3 separate regions of the Sus scrofa genome follow, and regions 2 and 3 are each linked to region 1. Evidence: chromatin contacts called from public HiChIP or PLAC-seq data. All regions are on one chromosome and are shown on one strand. Each heading gives the region's core, a stretch centred on a gene start, on an enhancer-like site or on the middle of the called end of the contact. The rest is flanking DNA. Distances are from core to core; before and after follow the strand shown. Region 1 holds the start of TSNAX (translin associated factor X). Region 2 holds the start of ARV1 (ARV1 homolog, fatty acid homeostasis modulator). Region 3 holds the start of FAM89A (protein FAM89A).

The links. HiChIP or PLAC-seq counts read pairs in DNA pulled down with a chosen protein or histone mark.
Region 2: an H3K27ac HiChIP or PLAC-seq map of alveolar macrophages shows a contact between it and region 1. The contact joins the promoter of ARV1 here to the promoter of TSNAX in region 1. A contact is called at or near these places in 1 of 5 promoter capture datasets (liver), 2 of 47 Hi-C or Micro-C datasets (heart right ventricle and liver) and 1 of 2 datasets of contacts at active chromatin or transcription factors (alveolar macrophages).
Region 3: an H3K27ac HiChIP or PLAC-seq map of alveolar macrophages shows a contact between it and region 1. The contact joins the promoter of FAM89A here to the promoter of TSNAX in region 1. A contact is called at or near these places in 2 of 5 promoter capture datasets (fetal liver and liver) and 1 of 2 datasets of contacts at active chromatin or transcription factors (alveolar macrophages).

What each region holds. Positions count from the first base shown.
Region 1 is chr14:59,056,436-59,060,753 of Sscrofa11.1, forward strand. It overlaps TSNAX (translin associated factor X), which reads right to left and starts at 1,865. Exons shown (of 6, transcript NM_001243607.2): 1 at 1,736-1,865; 2 at 1,224-1,328. The coding sequence starts at 1,751.
Region 2 is chr14:59,407,245-59,411,562 of Sscrofa11.1, forward strand. It overlaps ARV1 (ARV1 homolog, fatty acid homeostasis modulator), which reads right to left and starts at 1,749. Exons shown (of 6, transcript NM_001243293.1): 1 at 1,511-1,749. The coding sequence starts at 1,714. TTC13 (tetratricopeptide repeat protein 13) reads left to right here and starts at 1,884. Exons shown (of 21, transcript XM_001926644.5): 1 at 1,884-2,253. The coding sequence starts at 1,989.
Region 3 is chr14:59,365,972-59,370,289 of Sscrofa11.1, forward strand. It overlaps FAM89A (protein FAM89A), which reads left to right and starts at 1,774. Exons shown (of 2, transcript XM_001924531.4): 1 at 1,774-2,127. The coding sequence starts at 1,855.

The DNA.
Region 1 (4,318 bases), core at 615-3,114:
TAAACTGCTCATTTCTAACAAATAGAATGTAGCAAAAGTGAGAAAGTATGATGTCCTAGATTAGGACATAAGAGAAGGGTGATCTCCTCCCATCTCTCAGTCTAGGGGAAGCCAGATGCCACGCTTGAGGACATTCAAGCAGTTCTACCGAGGGTCCATGTAGAGGAACCTGGAGCTGGTTCTTGGCAGAAAGCCTAATTTGTCAATAGCTGTGGATCCTCCAGCCCAAGCATAGCCTGCACATGACTGCAAGTCAGAACCAACAGCTAACTAAGCCCCTCATGGATTCCAAAACCACAAAAACTATAAGGATAGGATGCTGGACAGAAGAGAGGAGGGAGGACTTTGTTTTATGTTTCTCTTTGAAATGAGTAACAACTTGACCAAGTTAACATGCTGAGACAAGGGCAACTGTGAATACATACACGTTTGATTTACTAATAGAAATGCATTCATACTCTGTGAAAAGATAAAATACAGTCCCTGGGAGTTCCTGTCGTGGCTCAATGGTTAACGAATCCGACTAGGAAACATGAGGCTACGGATTCGATCCCTGGCCTTGCTCAGGGGGTTAACGATCCGACGTTGCCGTGAGCTGTGATGTAGGTTGCAGACGCGGCTTGGATCCCGCGTTGCTGTGGCTGTGGCTGTGGCGGAGGCCGGCAGCTACAGCTCTGATTAGACCCCTAGCCTGGGAACCTCCATGTGCCATGGGAGCGGCCCCAGAAAAGGCAAAAAGACAAAAAAAACCAAAAAAACAAAAAAAAAAACCAGTCCCTGTCTTCAAAAGTCTAGCTAAGGAAACAAAACCAACACGTTAAAATTAATTAAATATATGTACACATACAGCTGATGTATATGCACACATCGCTGATATACACATATACAGTTGGTACATATACACACACCCAACATAAATATATACATAATAGATATATGTATACACACACCCTTGACACATATATTTACATATCACTCAGTAATTTTTCGTTATGTAGCACGTCTGATGTTAGTAAACTAATGTTTACTTGTGAAACTGCAATGCGGAAAAAAAAAGTCAACACTTTTGTAATCTCAACTTTCATGGCAGACCTAGCACCATCGCCAACACCTCCAGGAAAATTCCTGGCGGCTGTTTTCACGTGTAGGACATGGCTAAGTAACCCTCGTGACAAGCTCTTTAGTTCTCTTCCCTTCGCCAGCTTGCATGACAGAGAACTTACATTTGAAGGCCAACATCACAGGTGAAGATGAATTAAGATCCTTCCCTTCTCTTCTTTGGTTATGTGGGAAATTGTCATGCTTCCTTTTCCTGAACCCTCCTGAACCTTACATAGAGAAGGAAAAAAAGGTTGGACGGGGCTCTTCCATTACCAAGAGCTGACAAAAATTTACAGCGGGCAAACGCGTTCCTTTCTCTACAACCGGTATCCACAGAGAGGCTTTCTCAGCAGAAGGACCCTGCCTTGTCCTCCCAAACCTTAGGCTCACCATCCGGGCCTCCACTAACGGCTTCCTTACAGAGCAACTATCGAACTAAGATGAAAAACGGCTCGAGAATTTAAGAAAACACGAGGCATAAACAGGCCACTGTGGCCGCAAAAATCACTAGGGCAGCACCCCCGCCCCGAGCCTTCAGGGTGAGAGGGCATCCCGCAAGGGTGAGAAGTGGGAAATGTGACCAGAAGCCTGGACTAAACACAGAAATAACGCCCCAAATTGTCGAGGACGCCACCTTCTTTGCCGCTCATGTCGTCACGGCCTACGGCGAGAAGAGACGAGACTGGCAACCTGGAGGCGAGCGGAACGCGTAAAGTGGTGGCCGAAGAGCCCGCAGCGGCGCCCTGCGCAGCCGGCCAACGTCGACGCCCCGGCCGGAAGCGCGCGCCCGCAGCCACTCAAGCTTCTCCCTTGCCCTCGCATATTTCCGGTCTGCGTCCCCGCCCAGCCGCTGCTGACTCCGCCCCGCGCCTGGCCTGGGGACCTCGCACCCGCGCGCAGGCATCGAGCCTGCCCTCTGTCATGCCTGAAGACAGAAGAGACTCGGCACACTTCTCTGTATGAGCTGCTCACTTAAAAATATGGCGGACCGTGCTGGGAGTGAGGTCAACGTGAAGGTGGGAAAGCCAGGAAAATGTAGGTGATTTTTTTTTTTTTTTTCCCCTCAAGGCACCTTTGGGTCACCCTCTTGTTCCCTTGGCGTGGCCCTCGGAACCGCGCGGTGCATGGTGGGGTTGTAGTTCGTTGCCGCAGACGGCCTGGCTGGCGCCGGGAACAGAGAAGGCATCAATTCGCATCACCTGTGGCTATGTCCTCTCGGGAAGCAAACCAAACCTTAAAGAGTTGGGGAGTCTTTCAGTTTTCCATTCCTAGCAGTGACGCCGGCAGCTAAAGTGATGGAAATGTGCAAATCAACAAGTGGATGGCGTTGCTGGCATTTTCTCTAACGAAGGGAAACGGGCCCCTGTGTACTCCTCCCCTCGCCCCTCTCCCATTCTCCCATTCTCGTCGTCCTCCTGCCTCCTCCCGCCTTTCTCCTCTATGGGAACCGTGGAGCCAGACAGCTCGCGTTCACGGTGGTCTCCGCCACTGAGTGGTTGTGTGACCTCGGGGAAGCACTTCATCCCTAGCTTAGTTTCATCTGTAAAAGAGAGAAAGCAGGACCCACCTAGGAAGATCTTTGACCAGTAAATAAGTTACCATTGAGGCGCAGAAGACTCCGCTAAATATAAATTTTGATACCCTTCTCTCACCATCGCTCTCCAAAAAGAGAGAGGTCAGTGATGATAATAGCAGGTGTGCTCCACTAACTTGTGAGCATTTCATTGTAGGCAGGTACTGCCCTGTCTTTATAGACTTTGTGTCCAGCCCACCGCAACAGGTTCTTAGCACAGCACCCTTGTAAGCCTCGTTAACTGTCGGTGAACAGACGTTCCCATCTTCCAGATGGGCAAATGAGTGGCAATCCAGCATTCTTTAGATAAAATCTCAGGCTGAGGCTTGACTAGTTGTGTGGCCCAGGGCTTGCAGGGAAACCACAAGTACTTTTTTACTACATTTTCCCCAAATAACCCCCGTAATGTCCTGTGTTGTACATACAGTCTTTCCTCCTTAATTTAGGGGAAAAAAAAACAGTAAATGAAACCATTTGGATAGCATATGGCAGTAAATTCAAGCTCTTGACAGTCCTGTGTCATAGGAAAATTTTCTGCTCTAGGTAATTTTTTTTTTTTTTGGTCTTTTTAGGACCACACCCACGGCATATGGAGGTTCCCAGGTAGGGGTTGAGTCAGAGTTACAACTGCCGGCCTACACCACAGCCACAGCAATGCCAAATCCAAGCCACCTCTGTGACCTACACCGAAGCTCTCTGCAACGCGGGGTCCTTAACCCACTGAGCAAGGCCAGAGATCAAATCCATGTCCTCATGGATACTGGTCAGTTCATTACCACTGAGCCACAATGGAAACTCCCTGCTCTGGGTGATGTTGAGGGCCTCTTCCAACTGGGAAGCAAGAAGCCTGCCAGGCACCACCCATCACATGTTTGCAGCTCTTTGAATACTTGTGTTGATTAGCTGAGTTCCTTGTGCGTGAAATGGGCTAAACTTTTGCTTTGCCGATGTTGGGAATATAATTCTGAGTTTCTGTGAGGTCTGAGCCTACTGATGTTATGCCCCCTAATATTTGATTAGAGATGACCAAGGGGGAAAAAAAAAAAAAGAGACAAGTTTGACATAATTGTAATCATTTTAATGTGACTCCTTCTACATCCAAGGATGCCAGTAGGTTATGAATATTTTTAGAGTCAATGCTTGCTTCAGCAGTGTCTGGGAAAACAGTATAAAAATACTCTAGATAGAGCAGCTCTGAAGACCTCAACTTTCCCAAACCTGAATCAGTCATACTTCTTTTTTCCAGCCACCACCCCTGTTCAGCTGTTCAGCCCCAGCTTTGTTACTTGAAGTGCTTCGCTCTGTTTCCCATAAATGTTAAGGATTAGGAGGTTTCCCAACGTGTAATGACTTCTCAAAGGACTTCATGGGAGGTGAATCTCAGGAATATTTTCCCAGCGCTAATTTGCATATGCAGTTACCCGAGGTGTCCCAACTGTGGCTACTCTTTGTCAGAAATGCCTTCGCACTTGTGTGGCAACTGGCAAAGGCATCTCCACCCCATCTCTTTGTTTTACTGCTACAAATACACACGCATAGGTTTTGGTGTTTGGTGAAACATATTTTTGTTCGTCTTTTTTTTTTTTTTTTTTTTTTAAGAGAAAATTACCACCCAGAGTCAGGGAGAGGCAAGTAAAGATTTTC
Region 2 (4,318 bases), core at 499-2,998, 350 kb after region 1:
CCAAGCCTCAGCATATTCCATGGTTTAGAGTTAGTGAGAGGTGAAGCAGAACCAGAAAGGAGGTTGAAAGGAAATAGCCAGTGAAGCAAGAAATCTAGAAGAACATATGGTCCCCTGGCAAGTAAACACAGCATTTCCAGGAGGAGGCAGCAATAAGGTCAAAAGCTGCTAATTAACTGAGAATGGACTAGAAAAGAGGAAGTCAGTGGTGATCTTAACGAGAACAGTTTCTAGTGACACAGTGGAGGACAAGGGTAAGTAGGATGGGAGGGTGGGAGAAAGTCTGTCCCAAGTAGATTCAGAAGAGAAAATGAGGTTAGTGATCATGAATTTCAGGTCTCCCCTATAATGCCAGATGCAAGGGTAGGTAGGGACAGAGTAGGCAATATGCTGCATTTAACCAGGGTCAAAATTTTGCCAAGTGAGTGGAAAAAGAACAGGAAATTGGGATCGCATGCACCAGAGTGATTACCATGTCTGACAGTCAGAAACTGGTACATATTCATACTGTCTGCTCCCTGGTAAATTACTATGTGCTGTGTTTTTGGAATGAAGATTAATAGAAATGGGATCGGAAATGGGAGAAAAACATAGTGACTACCCATAATGTGACAGACTCTTTGCTAATGGCCCCCAAAGAACTTCCAATTTTATGACCTTTTTTTTTTTTTTTTTTTTGGTCTTTTTGTCTTTTTAGGGCAGCATCCAGGGCATATGGAGGTTCCCAAGCTAGGGGTCCAATCGGAGCTGTAGCCGACGGCTTACGCCAGAGGCACAGCAAGGCAGGATCCCAGCCAGGTCTGCGAACTACACCACAGCTCATAGCTCATGTCGACGCCGGATCCTTAACCCACTGAGTGAGGCCAGGGATCGAACCCGTGTTCTTATATGTGCTTGTCGGGTTCGTTAACCGCTGAGCTACGACGGGAACTCCCAATTTTATGACTTTTAAAACAAAGGACCATTCCCTATAAAGAGACTATGAACACTTTGAAAGCAGAACTTTTACTTCCTCATTTTTGGTTTTTGTATCACCAACGTCTAGCACAGTGCTTTATACACAATGCTGTCCATTCCATAACCACAATGGATGAAACCTGAAAAAATATCTAGAGAATTCGCCATAGGTTATGAAGCGCAAAGATGGCAACATCTGTCTATCAGAGGGAAAACAACTAAGAATGAAATAGCTTTACCGTCAACCTAATCTGACCTTTAAATTTCTCGGCACAGCGCCTGCATCCATCAGGTCCGAGGATCCGTCAGCAAACGTGACGGATCTGAGAAAAGCACTGTGGGGTGTGACTTCTCTACTACTCTAGGTATTCAGGCAAACATTCGACGGGGAAGGTCGAGCGTCAAAATTTAGTCTGTATTAGAAGACCCTGAAACTGTTGATTTTTTACATTTTATCACCCTGAACAGCTGATACAGATTCCATGGTCGCTCACGCTCCCCAAATCTCACTGCGCCATTTTTTCCCCAAGGAACCCCACAGCTGACAACTCACACAGATGGTTATCTTCAGCACGCCGTGGTTATAGTCTCGGTACAACTCCTTGGCCTCCTGGTTGCATTCGATACACCTGTACTGGCAGGAGGCTGAGGCAGCAGTAGGAGTCACTGCCACCCCATCCGCCTTCCCCTTTCCCGCTGTCACCCCTTCTGCGTTCCCCTTGCCTGGCCGAAGCCCACTCCGCCCACCAGTGCCCATTTCCACGCAACTGCAGCCCAGAACTTCCGATTCAGTGGCGGGGCAGACGTCAGACGCCAGACCGGAAGCCTTGCGCGCGCAGTGCTTGATGGGATTCGCAGTCCCGGCCCCAGACAGGGGGACCCAGACTGGCCTATATGGGACTACAACTCCCAGCAGGCACCGCCACTCTCTTTCTTCAGCCCCCCTGCCAAGGCCCACCTGCCCGCCTCGGGTAAGGGCTGGGAGGCCGCAGCGCGCGGCGAGGGACGCCGCACATGCGCCCTGAGGGAAGATGGCACCTGCCGGCTGCGGCTGCTGCGGCTGCTGGGGCGGCGCTGTGGCCGCCGCGGGCGCCGCCCGGCGCGTCCCGGTGCTGCTGCTGCTGGGGGTACTGTCCGCTGGGCCGCGGCCGGGCGCCCTGGCCACCGAGCACTACTCGCCGCTGTCCCTGCTCAAGCAGGAGCTGCAGCACCGGCAGCAGCAGGAGGCCCCGGCGGGCGGCGGCTGCAGCCCGCAGTCCGGGGACTGGGGGGACCAGTACTCGGCCGAGTGCGGCGGTGAGTGGGCGGCGGCGGCGGGCGGGCGTCCGGGTCGCAGCGGAGCGCCGGGTGGCGGGGCCTTGGGGGCTGCGGGCCCCGGGGCCGATGTTGCTGGCCGCCCAGGTCTCGCTGCCGCCAGCCGCGGCGTGTGCCCCCGCGGGAGACGGCTCCGCGAGGTGTCACGCCGGGGCCGCTTCCCACCGCTCACACCCACGCCGCTGTGCGCCCCTCTGCCGAGGCAGCCTTGGGAAGGGCGGTGAATAGTGAAAGAGCTGACAGCATGCTCCCGAGGCCAGGGCGGCCTCTCCGCAGTCCTCATAACTGTTGAAAGGGTGGAGGAGGAGATGGCAGGTGTTCCAGGGCAGCCCCCGGCCCCCACGGGGGCTGTGGGAGCCTAGGGAAGTACCGACAGACCAGGAGGACCGGACCCGCGTCCAGAGCCGTGATGCCTGGCCCATCTTAGGCCTGGAAACGAGATATCCGCCCCTCCCGGTTGACGTCTTGTGTTAAACACAGAGTCTAAAAATTTGATACCTGGAAAAAGAAGGGAGCAAAAGAGCAAGCCCATTGGATCTGCTCATTGACATCTTGCTTCTAGTTGTTTAAGATTGACCTGTGATCTGTCAGGTGTTTCCCAGGGCGTAAAAAGTGCCCTGGGGCACCCTGCCCATGTGTATCAGAGCTGTGTGTGTATTGGAACTGGGCCAGCTCATTCATTAAGATTGGGCGCTTTTGGCCTCAATTTAATAACTCATGGCAGATTCCTCAGGGGCAAGGTACTTTTTTTGTTTATGAGTTCCGTAGTTCTTTTTAACCCTTTAATTCCCTCCCCTTTCCCTTTCTTCCTGCCCTCCGCGAGTTCCCTTAAGGCCTGCTTTTGAAACGTCTGGGTCTTCTTAAGGAGCTGGCTGGTTGCTTTTATGGCCTCTCAGCAGTCTAGCATTGTGTACCTGGAAGGACAATAAGTATTTTTTGGTTGAGATGAGATGGCAAGATTAGCACACTCTGATTTCCTTTTAGCACAATCTGACTTCCTTGAGGAAGTCTTGCTCATGGAGGGCTATGTGACTTCTGTATTTTGTAGTAGGCGGTGGCTAGTAGCAGCATAAATGACGTGGCCAGTGTTGCATAGTGGGTAGAGAAGGGCTTTTCTCTCTGTCACTTTCTGTGACTCTGAACAGGTTAATAGCCTGTCTTTGCAAAATCGCCTGCTCTGTAAATTGAAGGCACTGTTACCTAATTACAGGGTTTTATTTTCTTCATAAGGATGCTGCGAGGAAAATGAGAAATAGCTAACATCCACGTATGCAGTATTTGCTCTGTGCCAGGTGCTGCTGTAAGAGTTTTAGGTTGGTTAGCCAGTTCTCTTAGTCTTTCAGAACACCGGTAACTATATCACTGGACGGTAGCTACTTTTCTCAGATTAGAAAACCAAAGCACAGTGAAATCATCGCTTTGCTGAGGGCCCACAGCTGGAAAGGGAGGAGCCCAGGTGGTCAGGCGCCAGACACAATTTGTCTTAAACACTAAGTGGTTAAAGGGATGGAAACACATCTGTAGTGTTTGCAAGCGTATAGTGTGTGGTGTGTAAATCTTCATTTCCCTTCCCTTCTGTAGCCATGTGATGCTCACTGGCTAAAGGAGACCCAGATTTTAGGCAATGAAAGAAACAAATTGATTTATATTATGAAATCGGTTGATGTTATTGATCTAGGTGGCTTATTTTACTCTGTAGCATCAGGCTTCTGCCAGTGGTTAAGAGTCCTCATTTGAGGAGTCCCCACTGTGGCAAAACAGGATCCGTGACTTCTCTGAAGCCCTGGGACAAGGGTTCGATACCTGTCTTGGCACAGTGGGTTAAGGATCCAGCATTGCTGCAGCTTCGGTGTAGATCGAAATTGTGGTTTGGATCCGGGAAACTCCATGTACCAAGGGTGGCCAAAAAAAAAAAAAAAAAGTCTTCATTTGAGCCAACTCTGACCTGTATTATGCTTTTCCCCCAGATCATGATAAATGTAGGTTTTCAGAACCGAGGCATTTGGAAGAATCTGTCCATCCGTCATTCCCTCACATATCAAGGCCA
Region 3 (4,318 bases), core at 524-3,023, 310 kb after region 1:
ATCACATATCCGAACCACCTACCACCTCACTTCAGTAATTTCTGCTACTACTGCCAGACAGAAAGCAACCTGACACCCGAAATGAAAGGAATTGATGCCAAGGTGTGAACAAAAGATCAGATGCTACCCATCCCTTCCTCTCCCTGACTCTCACGCAAACACATGTGTGAGTCTCCCAGACACCCACTGTTTAAATAGGCGAATGAATGGATGCCTGAAATCCAGAAATGTAACTAGGCAATTAGAGGAAGGTGAGGCACAGTGACGAAGTGGAAAATTCTGGGCACTGAGTTGGGTGGGAATCCTTCCTGATACCCTCAAAATCACACCACTGGTGCTGGGGCTTCTCCATGCGGGTCTCATCTGGTTGCAAAGGTCCAATGGGAACATCTGCCAAATGATTTTGGAAAGGCCCCTCTCTGGTGCTAGATGAAAGGGGAAACCCCAAAGTGCAAAGATTCTTTTATCTTAAGTGTCTGAAGTGCTCAGAACACTGTATAATTATGATCCCATGGAAGGTATTTAGACCCATTAAGCCCCTTTGATAATTAAAGGCGAGAATCAGCAGGCATTAAAGTTATCCAGTCTCTATATACTGCATTCGTTTTTAATCTGCAGTGGGGCTGTCTCTGCAAATCAATTCTTTGTTGCCTTTTCTGTCACTAATCTGGGTATAACCTCTGTCGTTCTTATTCTTTCTCCAAAAGGTAGAGCCTGCTTCTCTCTCTTTTCTTTCTGCCTCTCTGAGGTGTCCTGAGTATTCACTTTTGCCTCGGAGTTGATGGATAGTTTCTGAGATTTAATCCTTTTCTCCACTCTCCTAACACTTCCATTCATTTAGAATTGCTCTTTCCACAGCCAAGCTGAAAGCCATCTTTGTTCGAATTTTGAAGTTCCCAAAGTATACCCCATGCTCTTCTTGGCTGCTGTCGGTATGGCTGGACACTGACTGCCTTTACTGAGAAGGCCAGCGCGCCCTGCAGTGAAAGAGTGACTCGCCGGGGCTTGGGCCCCAGTTGTCCCTGTGGAAAGTTAGACTTAACTAGAAGCGGTCCAGATTCTGCCATCGGGGACAGGCGGGGGTCCTGTGGCCAGAACCTGGCCTTCTCCCCCTTGGTCAGCCTGTACCTGGTGTGTTAGATCCTGCCTCTGGGGACGGTGACCGCGGGCGGGATCACTAGCACTACCAAAACTTCTCTCCTGATATCCTGGCCTCCTGGAGGGGTAGGCTCCGTACCCTGACTCCCCACACCAAGCTGGCCCCGTCCGGTCGCATCTGAGATGACCTCCCCCATCAGTAATTACGAGCAGCTCCGGGGACTGGTCTCGGAGCCCACTTTGCCGGGAAAGGGGTAGCGTGGGTGGCCTCGATCCCCAGAGCAGCGCGGGCAGGTGGGGAGGGAGAATCAGGACTGGCTAAAAAGTGAGCCTCAGCGCGGGGATAGGCGCATGGTGGGGCGGGGCGGGACGAGGAGGCGGGGTTGGAAGTAGCCAGGAAGCCGAGGTGGGCGCCGAGTGGGGGCTGGTCCGGGGCTGGTGGGGACCGGAGGCTAATGAGGAGGGGTCGGTGGTGAACTGGGCTGCTGGGTAGGGCGCAGACGCGCTGAGGGTGGTGAGGAAGAGAGTGGGCGGGGCCGAAGAAGAGCCGGGGCGGTGGGGCGCACTGGGGTCGAGGGCGCAGGGCGGGGAAGCAGGGAGGGGCGTGGGCCGCGGAGGGGGCAGGGAGAAGAGGCGGGGCAGGGAAGTGGGCGGGGCGCCGCCGGGAACGGGGCGGGCCGAGGAGCCTGGCCCCCGGGTGGCGGCGGCGGCGTGGCGGCGGTTGCGGCTGGCGGGCGCGTGGTCTGGCTGGGCGGGATGAGCGGGGCCGGGGCGGCCAGCTCCGTGCGCGGACTGCGGGTGGACGGGCTGCCCCCGCTGCCCAAGAGCCTCAGCGGGCTGCTACACTCGGCGTCGGGGGGCGGTGCGTCGGGGGGCTGGCGGCACCTGGAGCGGCTCTACGCGCAGAAGTCTCGGATCCAGGACGAGCTGAGCCGAAGTGGAGCTGGCGGCGGTGGGGCGCGGGCAACGGTGCTGCCCGCCAAGCCCCCCAACCTGGACGCCGCGCTGGCCCTGCTGCGTAAAGAGATGGTAAGCGGGGGTCCGCGGGCTGAGCGGGGGTCCTTCCCGTCCGGACTCGCCGAACTGGGAAAGTTAGCCGGAAGTGCCCGCGCCACAGCCAGTCTCAGGCTCCTTTGCCCCAGGCGTTAGCGCCGAAAGAGGGACTGTCTTTCAGCTAACCCCTTTTGCTTTCCCTCTGTGGCCACGACTGGACCCTCGCCCCGAGAGGGTCGTCCTCTCGAAAGGCAGCCTTTCAGAGACTTGACCCCCTAGTACGACTCCAGCCGCTCAGAGACCCGAGCGTCGGGAGGTGCGGCGTGGGGCTTGCGCTTGGCCTCGGGCCGGGGTCGGCTCGTCACCCTCCCCAGAGTGCAGCAGATGTCCCTGGTCTGAAAGAGGACTTAACTGCGCCCGAGGGGCGTAAGAGCTGTGTGCAATCGTATTTTCCTGCCCTGAAGAGGACAGCTTTTTGTCCGTCCGAGTGTAGACAGCGGATTGGAACAGCCCTCGCCCCCCTCCCCCGCGCCCAAGGCGGCGCTTGCAGAATCGGATTACTGCGGGCTGGCTCCGGCCCGCAGATGGTGGGGAAAGCGAACGCTCTGCCTCACCCCTCTCCGCGCGGTACTCGGATTCCCCAAGCCGCCTCGAGAAGGATGGGGAGGTGGGGCCCACCGCGTCTGGGTGAAACCCGTGAGGATTCTTCAGGTTGTGTCTGGGCCCCAAACAATGGGGCTTGGTTTTTCCCAGTCCTTGGGGAGTATGTTAGGTGTCTGAGGACCGGGACATTGTAGTGAGGGTGACGCCAAAAAGCAGGGCAAGGGCAGAGATGTGGGTAGCACGGAATCTTTCTTCAGGCTTAGGCCCACCCAGAAGAGAACAGAAAAACTTCCTCCTTCTAACTCTGTGGGGCCACCTTCTCTGTCTTTTTAGAATCTGCCCATTCTTTTACCTTGTGCAGGTGCTTCTCTTCTGGCACAGGTAAATACTTTATTAAGGAAACCTAATATATGAAAGCTCCTTTCCCCCCAAAAATACATTTGCTAAAGAAATTCTTATAGGAATCCTTTAAATATGCATCTAACACATTAAGATATGGTTTAGAAAAATTCAGTTTATGCATTTCTTCAGGAGTGTAGCTATTCTGAAAACTTAGACTTCATTAAATCCGGGAAAACAGTCTTAACATTTTTTTAATTAATCAGCAGTTATCTCCCCACTCTGTAGTGATTTCCATTTCTTGAGGAAAAGATTGTCTAAGCTTCTTATAGAATGACTTAAATTCCAAGCCAACCGTTTTGATTTATTAATAAACATTAATTGACACTGTCATTGCACAGCTGGTGAGGTGCATTTTAATTAGGTAAATCTACACCCAAGTGTGTTTACACATCTTAGGTGCAGCAAAAATACAGGGGTGAAATAGGAAGATTCATCTTGAGGTAAGTTACAGACTGGAACAGAAACAGGAAAACCTCAGGGCCACTCCTGTTGTGAAGCTCTCTCTGCTTTATAAACATGCTTTGGAGTCTTGCATATTACTAAGTGGTAGCTTGGGAGTAAACGTGCCCTTCCCGCAAGTATTTTTCCAGGTCCCTCCTGGTACAACTGAAGCATAGCCACGGCCTTGTCATTACGCCTTGGACCAGAGCTCCCTCTGTACTTGAAGCACAAGGAAAATAAACAGCAGTCTTGGGTCTGCCTGATACTTAGCTGAGATAAAAACAAAATATGGCTACAGGCCTTGACAAACCCCTTTTAAGAAATGTCATGAGGTCCTAGAAGTCCTCTGGTCTTTTGGCTTTTTGAGATTTACTAACCTGGGGCAATGGGGTCAGAGTGGCCCCCTCAAACTCAGGCTCCTACTGAGGGGCCTTGTAAGATCAGAACTGGGTGTTCAGGAGTTCCTGTTGCAGCTCAGTGGGTTAGGAACCTGACTAGTATCCATGAGGATTCGGGTTTGATCCCTGGCCTCGCTCAGTGGGTTAAGGATCTGGTGTTGTCTTGACCTATGCCACAGCTCACAGATGCGGCTCAGATTCCACGTTGGCTGTGGCTGTGGCTGTGGCATAGGTCCCAGCTGCAACAGCTACAATTCAACCCCTAGCATGGACACTTCCACATGCCGCAGGTGCAGCCCGAAAAAAAAAAAAGAAAAAAGAAAACAAAGAGCTGGGTGCTCCTGCTTGAATTATCTTCCCAGTAGTTTGTGTTGATCTGTTTA